2 separate regions of the Canis lupus genome follow, and region 1 is linked to region 2. A link is a contact called in public Hi-C data. All regions are on one chromosome and are shown on one strand. The core of a region is the stretch at or near the end of the contact, and the rest is flanking DNA. Distances in the headings are between cores, read along the strand shown. Region 1 holds the start of CCDC153 (coiled-coil domain-containing protein 153). Region 2 holds the start of USP2 (ubiquitin carboxyl-terminal hydrolase 2).

Evidence for each region. A called contact is a pair of places that touch in the nucleus more often than the background predicts.
Region 1: a Hi-C map of blood shows a contact between it and region 2, with 3 times the contacts expected there. The contact joins the promoter of CCDC153 here to the promoter of USP2 in region 2. A contact is called at or near these places in 2 of 9 Hi-C or Micro-C datasets (both in blood).

Annotation. Positions count from the first base shown.
Region 1 is chr5:14,703,516-14,708,419 of UU_Cfam_GSD_1.0, forward strand. It overlaps CCDC153 (coiled-coil domain-containing protein 153), which reads left to right and starts at 1,542. Exons shown (of 6, transcript XM_038535940.1): 1 at 1,542-4,579; 2 at 4,882-4,904. The coding sequence starts at 4,358. CBL (E3 ubiquitin-protein ligase CBL) reads right to left here and starts at 178. Exons shown (of 17, transcript XM_038535923.1): 1 at 1-178.
Region 2 is chr5:14,548,236-14,553,262 of UU_Cfam_GSD_1.0, forward strand. USP2 (ubiquitin carboxyl-terminal hydrolase 2) reads left to right here and starts at 3,375. Exons shown (of 14, transcript XM_038535908.1): 1 at 3,375-3,532. All of the region lies in intron 2 of LOC111095807 (a long non-coding RNA gene), which reads right to left.

The DNA of each region.
Region 1 (4,904 bases), core at 292-2,791, 150 kb after region 2:
TCTGAAAACAAAACACTTCCCCCTTTTTGGCTTCTGAACACTAGTTCCTTTTCTGGGAATTGAGTGTGTGCTTGAGGTTCCCGGGCTCAGCGCCTTGGGCTCCGTGCGTTGCCCCGCAGGTCAGCTCCGCCAGCTCCAGGCCTTGACCACAGCGGCCCAGGCCCGAGGCAGCTGCCGGCCCTGGCCAGGGGAGGACTCACTCCCCGCGTGGAACAGAAATGCAGTTCCCAGTCATTTCCACTTCTCTAATCTAAAAAGTTCTGTTGGAAAAACTCTGAAAAAAAAAAGGGGAACTTTTCTTCCAAAAGAAGGAAGTGCCCTGCCCTGATTTGCTAATTCTGAGCCTCCTCTTTGGGAGCTTGCAGGCTCTAGCGTGTCTGTTAAATGCTCAATTCTGTCTTAGATCCCCTACCTGGGTCTTCCACAAAGCCCTTAACTGATTAAGGAATTAAGTGTATCATGTGCTCCTGGCATAGAGGGGAGAAAAATCTCTCTGAACTCAAGGACTCATAAGCCAGACATCCTTGCTTTGAAATTCAATGGCCTTTATCTAAGATTGATTATGGAGTCAACATTATCGTTTACTATCAGAATTTCCTCTTATCAGTTCCTGCCTAGAAAGAGAAGAAATCTTTAAAAAAAAAGAGAGAGAGAGAGAGAGAGAGAGAGAAGAAATCTCCCAAAGGAAAATCTAGGCAAGGCTCTAAGATAACTGTCAAAACTGGGGGCACCTGGGTGGCTCAGTGGTTGAGCATCTGCCTTTGGCTCATGGTGCCAGGGGTCCTGGGGTGGAGTCCCACTTCAGGCTTCCCACAGGAAGCCTGCTTCTCTTCTCCCTCTGCCTATGTTTCTGCCTCTCTCTCTGTCTCTCATGAATAAATAAATAATTTTTAAAAATAATAATAAAAATAAATTTCACTAACTGTTCATTCTCACAGGTACCACATTTATTTATGCTATGCTATTTCATTGACTTTGGTCTTCTGGGGTACCTAACACGTTGTAGGTACACAGGGTATTTTTCCCCCTCATCATCAAATGCTAGATTTACTGGAGTAACAGGTAAGAAATTAACCCTTGGGCCTATATGAGTTCATCTGGTTCATCTACACATCTCTGGCTTCCTTTAAGCCTTCCAATTTGTATTATCTTCGGCACCACCTGGATAGAGTGTAACTGTATAATTTGTACTTTGTTTCTGCTTGCAGAAGCTGTATCTCTGGTGGCGCCTGGGTGACTCAGTCGGTTAAGCCCTGGACTCTGGATTTCAGCTCAGGTCATGATGACAGAGTCGTGAGGTCAAGCCCTGTATTGGGCTTACACTGGGTATAGAGCCTGCTTAAGATTCCCTCTCTTTGGGATCCCTGGGTGGCTCAGTGGCTTAGTGTCTGCCTTTAGCCCAGGGCATGATCCTGGGGACCCAGGATCGAGTCCCACATCAGGCTCCCTGCATGGAGCCTGCTTCTCCCTCTGCCTGTGTCACTGCCTCTCTGTGTCTCTCATGAATAAATAAATAAGTCTTTAAAAAAAAAAAAGATTCCCTCTCTTCCCTTCCCTCCTCTCAAAAAAGAAAAAAATACATACTTTTTTTTAAGATTTATTTATTTGAGAGAGAGAGAGAGAATGTGCATGGCACACACAAGTGGAGCAAGTGAATGGAGGGGCAGAGAATCTCCCGCAAACTCCATCTGCACTGAGCTCATGATCCAAGGAGGGGCTCAATCTCACCACCCTGAGATGAGGACTTGAGCCCAAATCAGGAGTCAGATGCCTAACTGTGCCACCCAGGTGCCCTATCAAAATTTTTTTTTAAAGCCACATTTCTTTAAATATACAAATAAACTCTCTCTCGCATTTGAATAAAGCAGAGGGAGTGACAGTTCTTTCCTCTATATCTCTTCAAAACTCCCAGATGGAATCCTATTCAAAGGAGGACAGAGTTCTGCTGAGATGATCTTTCTTATTTTTCACTTCTAATCTGAAGTTAATGAAAAAAAGAAGGAAAGATTGACCTTCCCCCCAACCACCACAATTTTTACTTGGCTTGTTTTCAAAGCATACTGAGGATGGGGATTGGATTGTTGATCACAATGTCATTCGCATTCTTGGGTCATTCTAGATCTGGCTCAGTTTGTATCATCACATCATGTGACATGGGGCACTTTTCTTCTTCCATTTCACCTTCACCCAAACCACATCCTCATTCTGCACCTGAAAGTCGGTTGACTGAACATATTTGAAAAGTAAATCCTCTTCTGAGGCGTGATATGTTGTTTGTATTCTGTAAACTCTGTCCTCAAAATGTCATCGCATGCATCAGCACAATGCAGAAACCAATCATTCCCTGAAAAGTGACCCCAAACAGGCTTCTAGATGAGGAGAGGACTGTGGTGGGAACCTCTCCTGCATTCCTATGCAGAGGAAAGAGTTCTGAGGGGAGAATAAATGAAACACACTTCAAGATGAGAAGAAAAGTATTCTCCAGATTTGGGAGTTGTGAACAAAGTTATCTGACCCTACATTACGGGAACTATAAGCCCCAGAAAAGGCAAGTATTCTTCTCTATACTCTGTAAAATCTCTCAAGCATCAGAGAAGTACCCAGCAGCCACCAAGGTGACAAATAAGCATAAATCAGCCCCATCTGAATCTCTCCACTCCCCAGGGAAAGGATTTTTAAAACCCAGATCGCAAAGCTATTTCTTCAGATCTGCTCCTGAGGACAGGCAATTGACCAAAAATGTTGAGGGGGACAGAGATTGAGAGAAATAACAAGAGAATCTGCAGGTTCCTTGATCCACAAAGGGAAAATCCCTGATGTTTTTTGCTGTTTTCATTCTAGCAAGTGTATGGTTCCCAGAGATCCAGGCAGCAGACAGATGAAAAAGCTCCAGAATAACTAACACAGGGCTGGAGGAGAGAGGGTTGGGGGTTGCCTAACAAGGACAAGTCACCCATCATACTCCCTTCCCCAGAACCATTTTTCCAACCACTCATGCCCCAGCAAGAGGCTAGGAAGTATCCCCTAGAGAGAGGCACTCCCAACATGGCCCAATAATTTTTTTTTATTTTTATTTATTTATGATAGTCACAGAAAGAGAGAGAGAGAGAGACGCAGAGGGAGAAGCAACCGGGAGCCCGATGTGGGATTCGATCCCGGATCTCCAGGATCACGCCCTGGGCCAAAGGCAGGCGCCAAACCGCTGCGCCACCCAGGGATCCCATGGCCCAATAATTTAAGTAGAAAAATTGAGGAGACTCCTGAGGTCAAGCAAGTCCACTAGAGGGAGCCCCGACCAACTCAATTCTACATGAAGCCTAGCAAAGGAGTTTCGCAGCACCTGACTGAAAACCAGCCACAGAAGGGAATAGAGGAAGAGAGGCAATAAATTAAGTCCCCGCAAGGGAAGATGGCCCTGTGAATTCCCAGTTAAAACCCAGCCCTTTTAGGATTTACCAAATCAAAGACTTAAAGACCAGGAAACTAAGGGGTACCTGGGTGGCTCAGTGGTTGAGTGTCTGCCTTTGGCTCAGGGCGTGATCCTGGGGTCCTGGAATCAAGTCCTGCATGGGGCTCCCCACAGGGAGCCTGCTTCTCCCTCTGCCTATGTCTCTGCCTCTCTCTGCGTGTCTCTCATGAATAAATAAATAAAATCTTTAAAATATATATAATAAAAACTAGGAAACTGAGGTTGAGCAAAATTAAACAACTGACCCAAGTTTACGTAACTGGAGGGAGGACTAGAACTCATGGCTCTTGTCTCCCACTACTACCCTTTCTTCTACATCTGCAGCCCTTTATGTCAGCACCCTGGAGTCTGTGGGTCCTCCTCTCCTCTGTGTCTCCTCTCTCCAAACTGAGAAACTCTCTCAGCTGCCTTCTCCTGCATTTCTTTCGCTCACACACTCTAGAATACCTCCCTGAGGCCTAATAATGGCACTTGCTCATGAGCCCTAGTGATGTAAATCGCCCAAGATGGCTACTGTCAGCTCTTTTCCTGTTTCAGCATTTTCCTGTGACAGCATCGTATCAGATATGGAAATCTGTAACTTCTCAGTCTCCAGACTTCAGGCAGTGCTACATGGAAATGAAGCATGGCTAACCAGCTCTGAAGCCCTTTCCCCTCCAACTACACTGAGGATTTACGGATAGGAGAGAGTGGACTCTCCAGAACCTTGCTGTCTTTTTTTTTTTTAATAATAAATTTATTTTTTATTGGTGTTCAATTTGCCAACATACAGAATAACACCCAGTGCTCATCCCGTCAAGTGCCCCCCTCAGTGCCCGTCACCCATTCACCCCCACCCCTAAGAACCTTGCTGTCTTAAGCTTTGTGCTTGGCACATACCACCCTTCTATGAGCTCCATGTTTTCCAGTTACCTGGACAACCTTCAGTCTCCAGAAACTCAACCCTGTGGTTCTCAGGCCCGCCCTCGAAGGATCTTTGTCACCCTGGATTGGTTCCCAGAACCCAGGCTCCTCCTTGGGCTCCGACGAGGTTGGGTTTTCTCTGTGCCCCTCCCTGTAAGCCGGTCACCCCGCAGGGAGACACAACAGAGGCCAGAGAGGGTCCTTCAGGTAGGAAGAAGCAGGGTAAGGATGATGGGAAGAGGAAAGGGACGAGTACTGGGAGATTGATTTTCTCCAAAAGAGGATTGAGAGGAATGGTTTCTGCCCACAGAACCTGAGGGGTAGAAAGAAATAGCTCCACCCTCCCCACACCCCAGCCTTGACTAAGGTTCCAAGGAGACCAAGAATGGAAGCTCCTGGAAAGTATAAGAGACAGACTCAGAGACTAGAACTCCAACTCTCTTGGGACGCCTAGGGTCAGGAAAGCAGCCCTATGTCTAGCCTTAAATATGAGTCCTCTCCCTCCCCAGGACAGCAAGGAGATGCCACCTAA
Region 2 (5,027 bases), core at 2,125-4,624:
GGAGCCTGCTTCTCCCTCTCCCCACCCCTGCCCATGCTCTTGGGGCACACATGCTCCCTCTCTCATTATAAACATATATAAACATATATACACACACACACATATATATACATCTTTTACATAAAAATATAATTTTTAAATAAAAATTTTTCTTGACCTCATTTCTTTTACTTCCCACCCAGTCTCTCTCCTTCCTTTACCACAAAACTCCTCCAAAGAGTTGTCCACACTGTACCCCATCCCTCTCCTCCCATCCTTGAGCCCGTCCACAGACTTTCTCACCTCACCACTCCACCAAAACCATTCTTGTCAAGGCCACCAACACCCGTGCAAATCAATCCCCAGATTCATGTGACCTAATCCATATACAGCATTTGACATAACTGATCTTTCCTCCACTGTACGTTTCCTTCTCTGGGCTTACAGCACACCACCATCCCTCAGGTTTTTTTCTTCTCTACTTCATCATAACCATTTATGTCTCTCCGATGGTTCCTACTCCATTCTAAAGCCATCTAATGGCGGAGAGCTTCAGGATTCAGTCCTGGCACATCCCTACTTGTCCTCCCTTAGTGACCTCCCCTAATCTCGTGGCTTTAAATAACAGCCATATGCTGACGACTCTCAAGTCTGTATCTGCAACCCAGACCCTGCCAAACTTGGACATACAACTGCTTTCTTGACATCCTGACATGCCTAACAGGCACCTCAAACTTAATATGTATTAAGCCAAGCTCCTTTCCTCTCCCCCAACCCACTTTCTCAGTTAATGTTCAAAAATTCCTCCCTTTCTCTCACACCACCTCATCCATCAAAAAACCTTACTGGCTCTACATTCCAGATACACCCAGAAGCCAACCACTCCTTACCACCCCTCCTGCTACCTATCACACTGACACTATCATCTCTCACCAGATAATTTTTGTGATACCCTAAGTGGTCTCCTGCTTCTACTCTGGCTCTTTTCAGATGTGTTCTCATATATCAGCTGGAAGGATTCTGTTAAAACAGAAGTTAGATCCATGTCCATCCTCTGCTCAAAATGTCTCCATACCTCCCATCTCAGAGTAAAAGTGGAAGGGCCTTAGGGCCCTATATGGTGCAATCCCTGCCTTCTCTCATTGACCTCACCTCCCACATCACTTTCTTCACTCCAGCCACACTGACCTTCTTCTTCTTCCTCAAAAATGGTAAGTGTGGAGCACCTGGGTGGTTCAGTGGTTGAGCAGCTGCCTTTGGCTCTCGTCATGATCCTGGGGTCCTAGGATGAAGTCCCATCGGGGTCCCTACAGGGAGCCTGCTTCTCCCTCTGCCTATGTCTCTGCCTCTCTGTGTGTCTCTCACGAATAAATAAAATCTTTTTTTAAATGGCAAGTGTGTTTCCACCTCGCAACCTCTGCGTTTATAGTCCACCTCTGCCTAGAACGTTCTTCCCTAAGATAGCCAGATGATTCACTCCCTCATCCCCTTCAGTTCACTCAGATGTCACCACTTCATTGAGACCATCTCTGATGACACCTTACACACTGTATCCCCCTCCGTTTCATTGCCTTCCATAGCTCCTACTGCTACCTAATGTACTACAGATTTCACTTATTTGGTCATTATCTTCTGCTTCTTGGAGAATGTAAGCTCCTTGAAGGCAAAAGTAAGTTTTGCCTGTTTTGCTTGCTGCAGTTCCCCCCCACCCCGGGGGGGGGGGGGGTACATAGAAGAGTACCCAGTACATCCAATAGCTATCCCTAAAACGTGGTGGAATGAGGGCCCCAAGGGAGTGTGCTAGAGCTGGGATCAGAAGGGATTCCCCGGTGGCGCAGCGGTTTAGCGCCGCCTGCAGCCTGGGGTGTGATCCTGGAGACCCGAGATCGAGTCCCACATCAGGCTCCCTGCATAGCGCCTGCTTCTCCCTCTGTCTGTGTCTCGGCCCCTCTCTCTGTGTGCCTATGAATAAATAAAATCTTAAAAAAAAAAAAAAAAAGAAGGGATTCACCTTGGACAAGAAGAGAGAAGCTTCCTCTTTCATTGCCCTAGAGTAAGTAGAGGTAAGAATGGATTCCGGGGGATCCCTGGGTGGCTCAGCGGTTTGGCCCCCGCCTTCGTCCCAGGGCATGATCCTGGAGACCCAGGATCGTGTCCCACGTCGGGCTCCCTGCATGGAGCCTGCTTCTCCCCCTGCCTGTTTCTGCCTCTCTCTGTGTGTGTCTCGCACGAGTAAATAAATTCTTTTAAAAAAGAATGGATTCGGATATGTTTGCAGGCAGAAATTTAAGTATTTCCCTCCAGGTTGCCCCTAGTTTCTCTGGGAAATAGAAGACAAGGAGGGACTTTGAGAATGGTGATGGCCAGCTAGAGCAGCCATGGGGGCGGGGGAGGACATAAGGACACTTGGAAGAACCAACAAGCCAGGTGAAATTGAAAACCTGGGTTTAGGGGCGCCTGAGTGGTTCAGTGGGTTGTGTCTGCCTTTGGCTCAGGGCATGATCTTGGGGTCCTGGGATGGAGCCCCTTGTCAGGCTCCCTGCTCAACAGAGAGCCTGCTTCTCCCTCTCCCTCCGCCCCTCCCCTTGCTCGTGCTCGCTGTCAAATAAATAAAATCTTAAAAAAAAAAAAAAGAAATAAGAAGAAGAAGAAAAGAAAAAAAAAAAGAAAAGAAAACCTGGGTTTGCCTTGGCACCAATCTACCTGGCTGCGCGATTTTCTTCAACACCATGAAGACACAAACGAATGGGGGCAGGCGAAGTTCTGTCTCGGCCTTTTCTTGAAAAAGTAAAAAGACTCCCTTCCGCTAAGTGCCTCTGTTTACCCCCTCAGGGAGCCATCAGCAATCATCACCAATCACCGGTTCCATGTTAGCAAAATGAGCAGAGTGTGCTTCGGAGGAGAGAAAAGGAGGAGAGGCAAAGAACAGGCTCCCTCCCAGGCCGGTGGGAAGGAGCGGGAGCATTTGGCCTCCCCCAAACCTGGAAGCTGAGGTCTGTGTGTGTGTACGTGTGTGTACACGTGCAAACACACACACACCACACATACATACGCTTACACATACCCTCACACACACCCCCGGCGCCCAAGCCCCGGGCCTCCCCCCGCTACCTGCCCGCGGCCCGGGCCCCGCCCCCCGCCCCCCGCGGGCCCGCCTCCCACCGGCTCCGCCCCCTCCAAGCTCGCGCGCCGCTTTCCCGCCACGTGCCGCTCTGTATATACCCGTCGCCTGGGAGACGCCGGCCGGGCGGGGCTCCCCTGACGTCACACTGGGAACAAGCCAATCGCCGTGACGCGTCTCAGTGACGCGAGACGCGCGGTGGGGCTCTGCCGGCCGGGGCGCAATGAGGCGGCTGCCCGCTGGGTGGCGCCGATTTCCCGGGGAGGTCCTCACCCGGCCCCGGCGGAGGTGGGGGAGAGGCGGGCAGGAGCGAGGCCGGGGAGCCCTCTGCGTCAGCCGCTGCTCACTGCGCCGCGCCAGCACCAGCCGGGACTCACCCGCAGCTCCATGCCTGCGCCCGGCCCCACTCGTCCATCCTCGGAGAAGAGGCAGGTATGTGCCACCTGTCGGAGACCGGGGAGGAGGGATGCGGAGGTCAGCGCGGTCGGAGGCTCAGAAAGTGAGGTGTCAACGACAGCCTGGGTGGAATGGGCACCAGCTATGTAGGGCGAGCGCCCGCTGTGCGGAGGAGCTCCAGCTGTGGGCGCCAGTTGGGGGGGGGCTGCCAGCTGACAGCCCGGGGTGCCAGGAAGAGCCATCTGTGTGCTGATCACTGTGTTCTAAGGAAACCCTGCTTGGGCAGGTCCGGGGCTCTGTGCCCCGTGTGGTGTATGGCCTGAGAGTGACGCCTGGTCGCTGACAACCCCTTCCCCACGTGTGCGCCCAGTTCAAGCTCCGGCGGGCTCTCTCTGGTCAGTTTGCCAAAGGGGTGGGGGTGGGGGGAGGGCAGCAGTTAAGTGGAGGGGGAGATTTTCCACCAATCCCAAACCAGAGAGAGGCATCTTTGAAATTCTCACCAATCCCAAACCAGAAGCAGGCACGCGGTGCTCCAGGGCGAGTAACTTACACTTAGCCACGGGAAGCCCTGGCCAAGCCATTCTAGGTGGGACCCCCCCACCCCCCACGAGTGAACGTCTACCTCCTCATCTGGCAGCTTTTAGAATGGGGCTGAGCTGGAGATGGTGGTGATGTCCACCTCCCCAGGCATGGGCATGAGAAGGTCCCCGAGTCCAAACCCGCAAAGTGGAGGAGAGGAAAGCTGGTTAGGCTGGGTTGGGGCATCCCCCACTCCTCTGATACTGTAGATACGTGCCAAACTGGAGTCGGAATGACGATTGGAATGAGGGCCAGGGACGAGGGCGTCCTCTGAAGTGCATCACCAGGACCCAAGCTGAGTCAGTAGCCTCTGCTGAGACAGGGTGGAGGCACCATCCTGGGTACTCCCAGTCCTCAGGGAGAGCCATCGAGAAACAGGAGACACAGACTGGGAGCAGACAAGAGCACCAAGGCCCAAGAGGTTAAGAAAGAATCCTGCTCCATCCTCCTGTGAGCCTGCCCAGCCCAGCTCTGTGGCCTTGGAATCCTGAGCACTCCGACAGGTAGAGTGGAACCACCCCAGAGCAGCTTTCTCCTGGTAGCCTCGGGGCAGCTGCACTTGCTTTATTTTTCTAGGCAAAGGGGGAAAGGGCCGTAATCGACCTGGCTCTTCTCCACTGGATGGGCTGGACATCTGGGAATATAGCAAGAGTCATTGGCCCTTGCCAGTTATGGGACATGGAGCAGCTCAGAAAACCACGGGGCTATTGTCTAGTGTTAGAACTGAGCACTCCCAAGGGGTGGCCCAGAGGCCCTATTCTCCCTAGGAAGGCTTCCGTGGCAGGTGCAACTACAAATACTCCCATTAATTGTAACAATTAGTGGAAGTATTCAGCATAATCATTACTATCATTTATTGAAATTTTACCATGTGCCAGGAAATTTACAAATATTATTTAATTCTCACAATGGTGAGATATATAGCATTATTATACTCTTTACTCCTGTTTTA